Regions from separate parts of the Zea mays genome. Here all the other regions are linked to region 1. The links are chromatin contacts, called in public Hi-C maps. All regions are on one chromosome and are shown on one strand. The core of a region is the stretch at or near the end of the contact, and the rest is flanking DNA. Distances in the headings are between cores, read along the strand shown.

What was found. Hi-C and Micro-C count contacts between places; a contact is called where the count stands out from the background.
Region 2: a Hi-C map of tassel shows a contact between it and region 1, with 2.5 times the contacts expected there. The contact joins the enhancer-like site here to the promoter of LOC103640151 in region 1. A contact is called at or near these places in 2 of 25 Hi-C or Micro-C datasets (ear and tassel).
Region 3: a Hi-C map of leaf shows a contact between it and region 1, with 5 times the contacts expected there. The contact joins the promoter of LOC100282214 here to the promoter of LOC103640151 in region 1. A contact is called at or near these places in 2 of 25 Hi-C or Micro-C datasets (both in leaf).

Annotation. Positions count from the first base shown.
Region 1 is chr9:108,137,658-108,141,170 of Zm-B73-REFERENCE-NAM-5.0, reverse strand. It overlaps LOC103640151 (subtilisin-like protease SBT5.3), which reads left to right and starts at 1,643. Exons shown (of 10, transcript XM_020544048.2): 1 at 1,643-2,105; 2 at 2,203-2,300; 3 at 2,436-2,600; 4 at 2,683-2,791; 5 at 2,903-3,437. The coding sequence starts at 1,879.
Region 2 is chr9:107,746,017-107,749,529 of Zm-B73-REFERENCE-NAM-5.0, reverse strand. It overlaps LOC103638812 (a long non-coding RNA gene), which reads left to right. Exons shown (of 2, transcript XR_559042.3): 2 at 1,710-2,139. Among protein-coding and RNA genes, the nearest start is that of LOC103638812, 5.2 kb to the left of the region's middle. Within about 2 kb of position 1,914, at least 11 of the 20 cell types and tissues checked have an H3K27ac peak or open chromatin away from gene starts, as enhancers often do. A contact at or near this core is called in ear and tassel, where this site is marked.
Region 3 is chr9:107,817,573-107,821,085 of Zm-B73-REFERENCE-NAM-5.0, reverse strand. LOC100282214 (chlorophyll a-b binding protein 8) reads left to right here and starts at 1,574. Exons shown (of 3, transcript NM_001155126.2): 1 at 1,574-1,782; 2 at 1,909-1,970; 3 at 2,081-2,888. The coding sequence starts at 1,657. The coding sequence ends at 2,696. It also overlaps the pseudogene LOC103640149.

The DNA of each region.
Region 1 (3,513 bases), core at 394-2,893:
TTGCACAATGTGTAGTAGTAGATAAGTATCACCGAGATTATTAAATTATATTTTTGGATTGATGGAGTAGTATTTAAAAAAGTGTTTTGCATGCAATTTCTTTTATTTGAATAATGTTTTCAACTTAAATTCTTTTTTTTGCATGTGTGACATTTATTCTCCGTAATATTTTTTATGGATCTGACTTAAGTCATTTTCATAAAGCAATGCCAAAGACGAATCCATGTTTCTTACTTGGAAACCCCGAACAAACACCACTAGCACGAGGCGCTCGCGTTGGCGTCGCTCATCGACGACGAGAAGAAACATGGCGACTATCAGTTCGACCTGTGGAAGTAGTTCTATGTGGCCCATGCGCCGCTGTGTATGGCAAGCTCCGGCGCAGCCGCCGCTTGGACGCGGTCAGAGCGGCTGCACCGCGCTGTCCATCGTCAAACATGGGGACCTCATGGTCGTCGCCAATGTCGACGACTCTCGGGTTGTTCTGGGCACCGCAACCAACGACGGCGCCATCACGCCGTCTAGCTCATCATCCACCTGAAGCCCAACCTGCCACGTAAGTCGCTACTGACTGGCCATAAATTCTTGTGCGCTGGGATGACAGTCATTGTTGCTGTTGTGTGAGTGTCCTCGAACAAGATGTATGTAGAGGAGTAGCACATCTGGTGGTGCAACGACTAGGTGTACTACCTCGCTGATGAGCCCATGGTGCACTTCATTTGGCAGCCCAACCAAGAGTCATCGGTACTCACCATGTCGTGCGCGTTCGACGACTACTATATCAAGGATTGTGGCGTCATCTCGGCGCCGGAGGTGAGCAGAGGAGGACCGACAACAATGACCATTCGCCATCGTCGGGGTAGCTTTTGTGCCGGCCTGCCTTTAATTCTCTTTGCAAACACACGCTTGCATTTTTTTTGTTTAAGGAAGCGTGTATGGTGGTGCGTGCCTGATGACTAACTATGTACGATAGAACTTCTACCGGCAGGTGTGGCACATGGTCTCCAATGATGAGACCATGCAAATCATGACATATATCGAAGTCTGCATGATACTTATGGTTGCAATGTAGTAGTGAAACAACTAAATTAAAATAACAAAATTTATGTATGGCTAGAATCACAAATGAATTATGAAATATTTTCTTATAACAATATAAGACACATTTTATATATAAGTTATCATGTTATTATATGTTTCCGTTGTAACGAACGGATACTCATCTAGTTTATTATATAGTAATGTTGAGCCTGTGAGTAGGTTTGGTATGGTATTAGACTAGTAGGTTTCTTAACAGTCTAGGCATGGCCGCGTGTCGCTAATTGCAAGTCACGTGGCGCGTTAATTAGAGAGTGCGATACGCCCTGCGACCCACCCACTTCATCAGCAGAAACAAGCAACCATCAAGCCACTTCGTTTGCTTCTAGGCTTTGTCGCCCTCTCGGAAGATGTTAACATGGGCCGGCCTATCTCGGCCTACTTTTTTGGGCCCAACATAAGCTTTTGGACGAGTGGAGTAATGTGAGACACGAGGAGTTGTCCAACGTGTCGAACAAAACGCATCCGTCGCACGACACGGGACTAGGGATGTTCGCACGCAGCACCCATGCGGTGCGGCCATGCATGCACCGACGGATGGTTGCCATTGGGCGACCGCAACTGATGCACGTCAGATCCGCGCAAAACCGCCATGTCGGGGCGGAGCAAGACGGAGTCCTCTCGCTGCGCGGCCGGCCGGGCGCCACCTCTCCCACCCCTCCTACTCCTTCCTATATAGCACGAGCTCACGAAGACTGACGAGCACACTCCTCTCTTTGGACTTCGCGCCGCCGCGCACCTGATCCCTCTCACTCCCTCGATCACTCTCTCGTTGCGGGAATGGAGAGTAGCACGGCTGTCGCGTCTGCCGCCCTCCTCCTCGCCCTGCTCGGTTCGCTGCTGCAGCAGACCCCAGCGGCGCTCGCCTCCGTCTCCGGGAAGCCGCGGTCTTCGTACGTCGTGTACCTCGGCGGCCACCCGCCGCGCGCCGACGGCGTGTCGCTGGAGGTCGCGTCCCGGCGGGCCACCGACTCGCACTACGACCTCCTCGGCGCCGTCCTAGGGGAGTAAGCGCCGTGCCCCCGCTCTCCTCCCGCGTTAACCTTCCTGATCGAGGTTCCAAATATAACGATGTGTGTGGACTGTGGATGCGATGCGTTGCAGCCGGGAGAAGGCTCGCCAGGCCATCTTCTACTCGTACACCAAACACATCAATGGCTTCGCCGCTAACCTCGATCCCGGCGCGGCCGCCGAGATCGCTAGTGAGCACCCACTCCCCCACCGACTGATCGAACGGACCCTCTCGTGATCTATCTATATATATGTCGCGATCGATATTATATTCTTTTTTTTTTCTGAACCTTGATGCACGTACGTGAACATGCCATGCATATCAGGGTACCCCGGCGTGGTGTCGGTGTTCCCGAACAGGGGCCGCAAGCTACACACGACGAGGTCGTGGCAGTTCATGGGGCTCGAGAGGGACGGCGATGTCCCGCAGTGGTCGGCCTGGGAGAAGGCCAGGTACGGCGAGGACACCATCATCGGCAACCTCGACTCAGGTACATCTCATCTGTCGCATCGCCGTCGCCTGTGGAGTCTTCTCTGTAATTTGACTCGCTCACATTGCGACTGCTCGTGAAGGCGTGTGGCCGGAGTCCGAGAGCTTCGACGACGGCGAAATGGGGCCTATCCCAGACTACTGGAAAGGGATCTGCCAGAACGACCACGACAGGGCGTTCCAATGCAACCGGTCTGGTGTCCAGTTCACCTCACAGATCGCAGTCACATTATTATGAATTAACGTACTAGAACTAGAACGCCGGCCCAGAGTTGATCACGCTGACGGCGATGGATTTGGCAGGAAGCTCATCGGCGCGCGCTACTTCAACAAGGGCTTCGGGGATGAGGTGCGCGTCCCTCTCGACGCCGCGTTCAAGACGCCGCGCGACGAGAACGGGCACGGCACGCACACGCTGTCGACGGCGGGCGGGGCGGCCGTGCGCGGCGCGAGCGCGTTCGGGTACGCCGCAGGCACGGCGCGGGGCGGGTCCCCGCGCGCGCGCGTTGCCGCCTACCGCGTCTGCTTCCGCCCCGTCAACGGCAGCGAGTGCTTCGACAGCGACATCCTCGCGGCGTTCGACACCGCCATCGACGACGGCGTGCACGTCATCTCGGCCTCCGTCGGCGGCGACGCCACTGACTACCTCAACGACGCCGTCGCCGTCGGCTCGCTGCACGCCGTCAAGGCGGGGGTCACCGTCGTCTGCTCCGCCAGCAACGAGGGCCCGGACCTGGGCACCGTCACCAACGTCGCGCCGTGGATCCTCACCGTCGCCGCCAGCTCCGTCGACAGGGAGTTCTCGGCCTTCGCCGTGTTCAACCACACCAGGGTCGAGGTGCGTGCGCGCTTCTGCACTGCGTACGTGCGGCACACACACCTAAAGCCATGCACCGTAACGTCACATGCCTTGT
Region 2 (3,513 bases), core at 665-3,164, 390 kb after region 1:
AGGCCAAAGAAGATTTGAAGTGTAGGAATGATAGTTGCCTCTACGATTAGCATCGAAAAGATTAACTAATCGATAAAAGTGGCCTGGGATAAAGGAATCTTGGTAAGTTGTCAATTAAAAACTGATGGCTTGGTTGATCGCATTGGTCTTTTTGACTTTAGTTCCGTTCTTATCACATCAAAATTCAATAGATTACGTGACTAGTTGTAGGGAAAGATCAAGCGAAGCATTAAAGCCTGATCTGGAAGTTCAGTGTATGCGCGGCCTGCACTTTGCCTGTGGATGGACATGCCTTTTAAGCTTCATGATGCTTCTGTTAGCTGCCCTTTTGGAGCATGCCTGTTCTGTATTATTTTTTTTATGATGCTGTGAATATATATGTTATCTATAGCTAGGATAAATCTATAGATTGGGGACTGATTTGACTTGCTCCGTTCCATTTCATTCATATTTTTATTTCTGCGTGTGCTGCTTTCTAAATGATGGATGCCCTCTATCTAGATTTGTAGCATTGGGTTGAGTATTTATAGGGGGGACCAAGATTAAATTTTGTTCTAATTATATATTTCTCATTGGTGCTAAACCAAACTTATAGTGCAATAGCCTCCTACGTATATATCTTTGGCTTTGGCTTTGGCTTTGGATGTATGAAATAATCCCTCCCTACATTACATTCATTTTTTTTGTCAACTTTTGACGTTTCTATGAAATCCCTTTGTGGCACTGTATCATAACATATCTGTCCAATGACTCCATGTTACATTCATCTACTCGCTTCGTCCAAAAAGTATATTTACACAAATTATTTTTTCGTAAATTTGACTGGTGAAGTTTATATAAGATACTTTTAATATTTGTCTCTAAATAAGCTTACTATAAGAAAATATTCTATATTGATCTAATATACTTATTTAATATCAGACATGTATAGTATAAATATTAGTACAAAGTGAAACGTTCGGTGTGCTAACAGCTCCCACAGTGAGATCTAAGAAAGGAATAATTGAGACGAGCTTAATCTCTACGCAGAGAGACTTAATTAAACATAGGTAGTGTAGTGTAAAGGCTTCTCGCCACCATATGAGCCCTGTCCTTCAACTGTTATTATGTAGTGATTAAACTTAAAATTTTGACTCCTAAAAAAACTTAAATTGTAAGCTTTATTGAACCGGATAGAGTAGTTATCTCTTAGGCAAGCTACTCGTAACATTTTCTCCTCCTAAAGGCTAGTTTAGGAACTCGATTTTTTAAGGGATTTCTATTTTTCTAAGAAAAAATGAACTAATTTTTTTGAGAAAATATAAACACCTTGGAAAAATGGGTTCCTGGACGAGCCCTAAAGAGTAGTCCTGAAGAGGAGAATTCTTTTTTTTTGCATAAATAAGTAGAAACGACCGCTTCTTTTTTAAAGAATCAAAGAACAATTGTTAATACTTGTTTTCAGGCAGAGGACAAATCTGAATGCTGGAATCACTCGTTCCTGCTAGTTCCTGTCATGTCCCACGTACGGCTGGCCGTTGGACCCACTAGCTAGTAATCACGCCTTTTAAAGAAAAAAATTTCGAGAAAGGAATCTAGATGTCAGTTTTGTACGAAAACTTTGTTTTAAGGAATATATAATATTTTACGTCTTGTGTGATGATTTTAAACAATGTATGGCCACTTGGGAATATTCAAGTCTTAAACTAACCATTGTCTTTGTTTTCCAGAAAATAGGCAGACAAGTTCAGGAGAAACTTACTCGTGGAGGAATATGTTTATGTTGAGAGAAACCAGATCTTGGGTTGCTTAAGCTTTGTCTTCAAATCCCAAAAGCTGGTTGACTTTATATTCTTAGACAATGCTACTGGACCGTGCAACGTGGCCACAACAGGGATCTTCTGTGAAGTGCTTCCGTGAACACTCCTATGGTGCAAGGTATATTGTTGTGTGTTACTACAAGGTCGAGCTGCTGCTATTGCTGGTTCATCTCTACTCCACAGGGCAAGTTACCTCCGACTCTTTTCACAATTTCTTGTGATTTCTCATTGTCGAGACAATGAGCCAAGTTTCTCTAGAACCTTTTAGTCCTTGTGTTGTGTAAAACTAAAGACCTAGCTTTTTTTACTTATCTTTACTAGTCATGCTCACTGTTTATAAGTCATCAGATTAGTCATGATTACTCGAGCTAATCGGTTCTCCTACCCATCCAAGACTACTGACCCTACCACCTCGACCAAAAACCTGGTCATTTATTTGATTGGTCATCGAGTAAATGAGATTAATCGTTTGATTAGGTGGTGGAGCGACCACTCTAGGATTCTCAAGTGGGCTTAGGAGAGAAAAATTGGGCTGGGTTTCTGGCTTCTCAGTCTAATAGGGTTATACACAACACACAAAATAGGATCAAGGGAGAGGCACAAGCACACCATTACACCAAGCCTTATGCTCCCTCATTGCCTCTCTAGTTTTGAGCTCATCCTCCATCGGTGAGTGTACTTCACTACTTCTTACCTTCACAGTCCTCGATCTTCTTTCTTTGCCTTTGATTGTCATGCTTGATGTTGCCGGAAGCCTAGATCTACTACATGTTGTATGCTCTTATCTTATTGATGTTTCTTAGTTGTTGTCTTTATGTTTGCGTGATGCTATTGTTCTACCCTCTGCCCCTTGGTGCTTGTTGTTGGCTTGCTACTCCTATGTACACATGTACCCCTTTTTTCTTGTTGTTGCTGCTATGCTCTCTTGCATGTTATTCATGTGTATAACTGAATACCTCTTCATGTGTAGAAGTGGATATAGAATAATAGCATGCAAGGGTGGAAATGATAATTTCTAATCCTAGAGAACTTTGTTGCCACAACTGGTAATTCCTATGTAGCCTCAACTGCTCTAGGTCATTCTTCCTTAGTTGAGAAAGCTATAGCAAAACTACTAGTAGAACTTCACGACCAATCTATTGATCCTACGAGGAAGGCTCGATCTATAGACCCAATATCAAAGTATGGGTGGTGGCCAGATCCTACAAAGAAAGACTTTGTTTATTCTATACAAAGTTAATACATGGAGGAATAATCAAGTTCAAGTAGAACCTTGTTGGGGATTATGTGTTGAATATATGTATAAAAGGCAATCATGACCTATGAGAATGGTAATAGTCATTTAGCGTAAAAGCCCATTAGAAGAGGTCTACATATATGAAAGGCATAACATGCTAGAGACTCGCTCTAGTCGTCATCGTCGTTTCTCTCCCTAGGGTTGTGGGTGCCCAAGGTACTCCTGCTATTTCTCTCATTGCATGTGTGGTGCTAGCTCACAAGCGTCATGGTGTTTTATCCCCGCATATGTGGATACCATGGACACGTTATTATTGTTGATGTGATGTTGACCAGCAATGAACATGAGGAGCACATGTGAACATGTTGTTGAAGGTGGTACACGAGGACAAATGACTACTTCCATTACATCATCATGTTCTTCTTCCATTTCTTGTGCATCTAGTGGTAACAATCCATGATTCTCTACTCGCATGTT
Region 3 (3,513 bases), core at 325-2,824, 320 kb after region 1:
TCTCTGATAAAGGTTGGAAAGTTGAAGACTGTTGAGACTATGATTGAATCAGGAATTGACAAGAAACTTCTTGTGCTTCTAGGCAATGGTTCTGAGATCTCACAGCACCACACAATTACCACGCTAAAAACATTCAGTGAACTTGGTGCTCCACTTCAAGGGTACATGGGGGCATGTAGTGTTGCTTCATTTGCCTTGGCATGCTCAGATCAGTTTGGAAAGATTTGTTTTATTTAATAGAAATATATTGCAACCACCAAAACCCCAACAATTATTTGAGGTGATTCTTCATAATATCCTTCAGGGAGACAACAAAAATATCATTGAAACCATTCAATGTTTGTTATCTCTTACTGAAAGGGCAAATGATACAAGGGTGCAAGACCTCCTTTTGGGAAGCCTTATATTTGCACTTTATGTAAAAAATAAGGTGAAATTATGTATAAGTGGGTATTTAAACCTTGGTTGTTAGCTCCACATTCACACCCACCTAATCAATAGAAAACACATATTTTTATGCTTTAATAAAACAAAATTTATCCTATGTCATATATAAAAACTGTAGCAATGCACGAGCATATGACTAGTAGAGTTTGAAATAAGAGATGAAGATGAGTAAGCTGCTAGGGATAGTCTAACAAAATGACTATAATATCATGGTTTTATTATCAAGGAGATTATATAGTCAACGCTGAATATGTTAGAGCAATGCATAGACTTTTTTTTTATTATATATTCGATAACTCACCGGTAGGGATGAAAACAGTCGAAAACAGATACTTATTTGGATATCAGGTTTTTGATCGAATAAATAAGATGTAGAATCTGCTATACATATTTATATTCTTGTTTTTAGCATCGAGCTTGTAAAGGTTCATAAAAGGTAAACCTTAAATGTACGCATCAAATAATTTCTCAAATGATAATCAGGATACAAATTCAGATATTTATTCATTTTTTTATTGTAGAGAGCAAATAATGCATAAAACATTCTATGCAGAATTTTATTCTTATTTGTAATAATATGTTTGATAACATAATAAGAGCAACATCAAATTTCTTGCATATCTATTTTAAAATATTAAATTTGTTCAAACAATTCAGATATCTATTTTTCATCCCTACTCACCGACACGCAATATGATAAATCATCTTCAAAACTATCCCAGTGTTATTTAGATGGTTTTTAGTAGGCTTTTCCCTGTAGGTTTCGTTTGAGCCTAAAGCGACCTCATCCAAATGGGCCAAATTATCCAACATCCATCACCAGCCTACCATACGATACGCGTGGGCGTGGCGTTCCTTGGGAGGAAAAATCTTGGCCAAGCGTCGAGCCTTGCGTGCATTCCTGCGGCCAGCTGCTGCCAAGGCCTGCGAGCCACATGCCTCGGCGAATGGCGCCCCTTATCCCATCGTACCCGCCAGATGGCGCGGCGCCAGTGGCCCCGCGGATGCGGCCTCATCTCCCCGGCGCGGTTTAGATTTCCCTGGGCCCCGCACCCCTCTCGTGGCACAGTCACATACTTTCCGCGCCTCTTCTTCTGCGCCCCTCTCCTCCCAAACTGCGGATAGAGCAGCGAGCCATCGACACGATCGCGAGCGCAAGCACGTACGTTGTCGGAAGCTCAAGTTAGAAGAAGCACCAGTGCCTGATCGATGGCGGCCCAGGCTCTCCTCTCCGGCCGGCAGCTGCTGGGCCGCCCCGTGCAGTCGGCCGTCTCTAGGTCGTCGGCGAGGAAGGCGCCCTTCGTCGTCAGGGCCAGCTCCAGCCCTCCAGCCAAGGTCTGTGCGCCGTACCCTACTATAGCTAGTAATCCGTCCGTCGTCAATCTCAACGATGGCAAGCTCGTTCGTTCTTGAGAGGACTACGTACTGCTGAGTGCTGACTCGATTGTTTTCGTTTCGCAGCAAGGTGCCGACAGGCAGCTGTGGTTCGCGTCCAAGCAGTCCCTCTCCTACCTCGATGGCACGTACGTACCTGCGCTCGTTGCCCGCCCCGCGCGCAGCAAACCTTCTGCTAGCGACGATAGAAACCCTATGCTCACCTGCCTCATTGTTGCTGCTGCATGCATGCATGCAGGCTGCCCGGCGACTATGGCTTCGACCCGCTGGGCCTCTCGGACCCGGAGGGCACCGGGGGCTTCATCGAGCCCAAGTGGCTGGCCTATGGCGAGGTGATCAACGGCCGCTACGCCATGCTGGGCGCGGTGGGCGCCATCGCCCCGGAGATCTTCGGCAAGATGGGCATCATCCCCCCGGAGACCGCGCTGCCGTGGTTCAAGACGGGCGTCATCCCGCCCGCGGGCACCTACAACTACTGGGCCGACTCCTACACGCTCTTCGTCTTCAACATGGCGCTCATGGGCTTCGCCGAGCACCGCCGCCTCCAGGACTGGTACAACCCGGGCTCCATGGGCAAGCAGTACTTCCTCGGCCTCGAGAAGTTCCTCGCCGGCTCCGGCGACCCGTCCTACCCCGGCGGGCCCCTCTTCAACCCGCTCGGCTTCGGCAAGACCGAGAAGGAGATGAATGAGCTCAAGCTCAAGGAGATCAAGAACGGCAGGCTCGCCATGCTCGCCATCCTCGGTTACTTCATCCAGGGGCTCGTCACCGGCGTCGGCCCGTTCCAGAACCTGCTCGACCACCTCGCCGACCCCGTCAACAACAACGTGCTCACCAGCCTCAAGTTCCACTAGAACGTGGTGCATCAGCATACCTGCTGCTGCCGCCGCCGCCGCCAGTTGTTTGCTGTGGAAAGCTAGATGCATGCGTGTTGTAAAGGAACCTGAAGCGTTGCATCGGTCATGATTCATGCATGGCCAGCCTGCTGCCTGTAACAACAAACTAGTATTGATCTTATTGAGACCGGAAACTGTATTGCACATGGTAAATCAATGTACAATTCCTCCCTAGATGCGGACAAATTTCTCCTAAGGCCATGACCATGGTGGATGCACGTGGGACGTATTTGTAGCAGAAGAGAGTATGCACTCTGTGTGTATATCCAACGGTGATGCGCATGGGAGCATGTGTGCTTAGAGACAAAAACAACATTGGCTTTCATTCTGTTCTATCACCAATATTTGCGGACAGTGAGAGAGAGCAAGGTCCCTTGTAAAAAAATGAGTATATTTGGTGTAGCTAAAGTCCCATGTTTTGGGGGTTTGAGGATCTACGAACAAGTATAGTTTACTCATAGTACAGAATGCTTAGAGATTGTTTAGAGCTCTCAAGGAAGCTTCTAGCTTGAATCTAATAAGAAGATGCCAAACATTTCTTCTAGGCTGAATCTAGAAAAATGCCAAACATTTTTATAGAAATTTTAAAATAAGCTAGATGGTTTGGAGTTGAAAGCTAGCACATCTCTTATATTTCAGGTACACATAGAATCACTTTTGACATACAATTCATCTTAAAGAATCAATTCTTTTAGATAATCACTTCTCATAGAGAATCACTCTTGCCGAGCCAAACGATAAAAATCTAAACTGCTTCATTTTAGGAGTGAAGTGA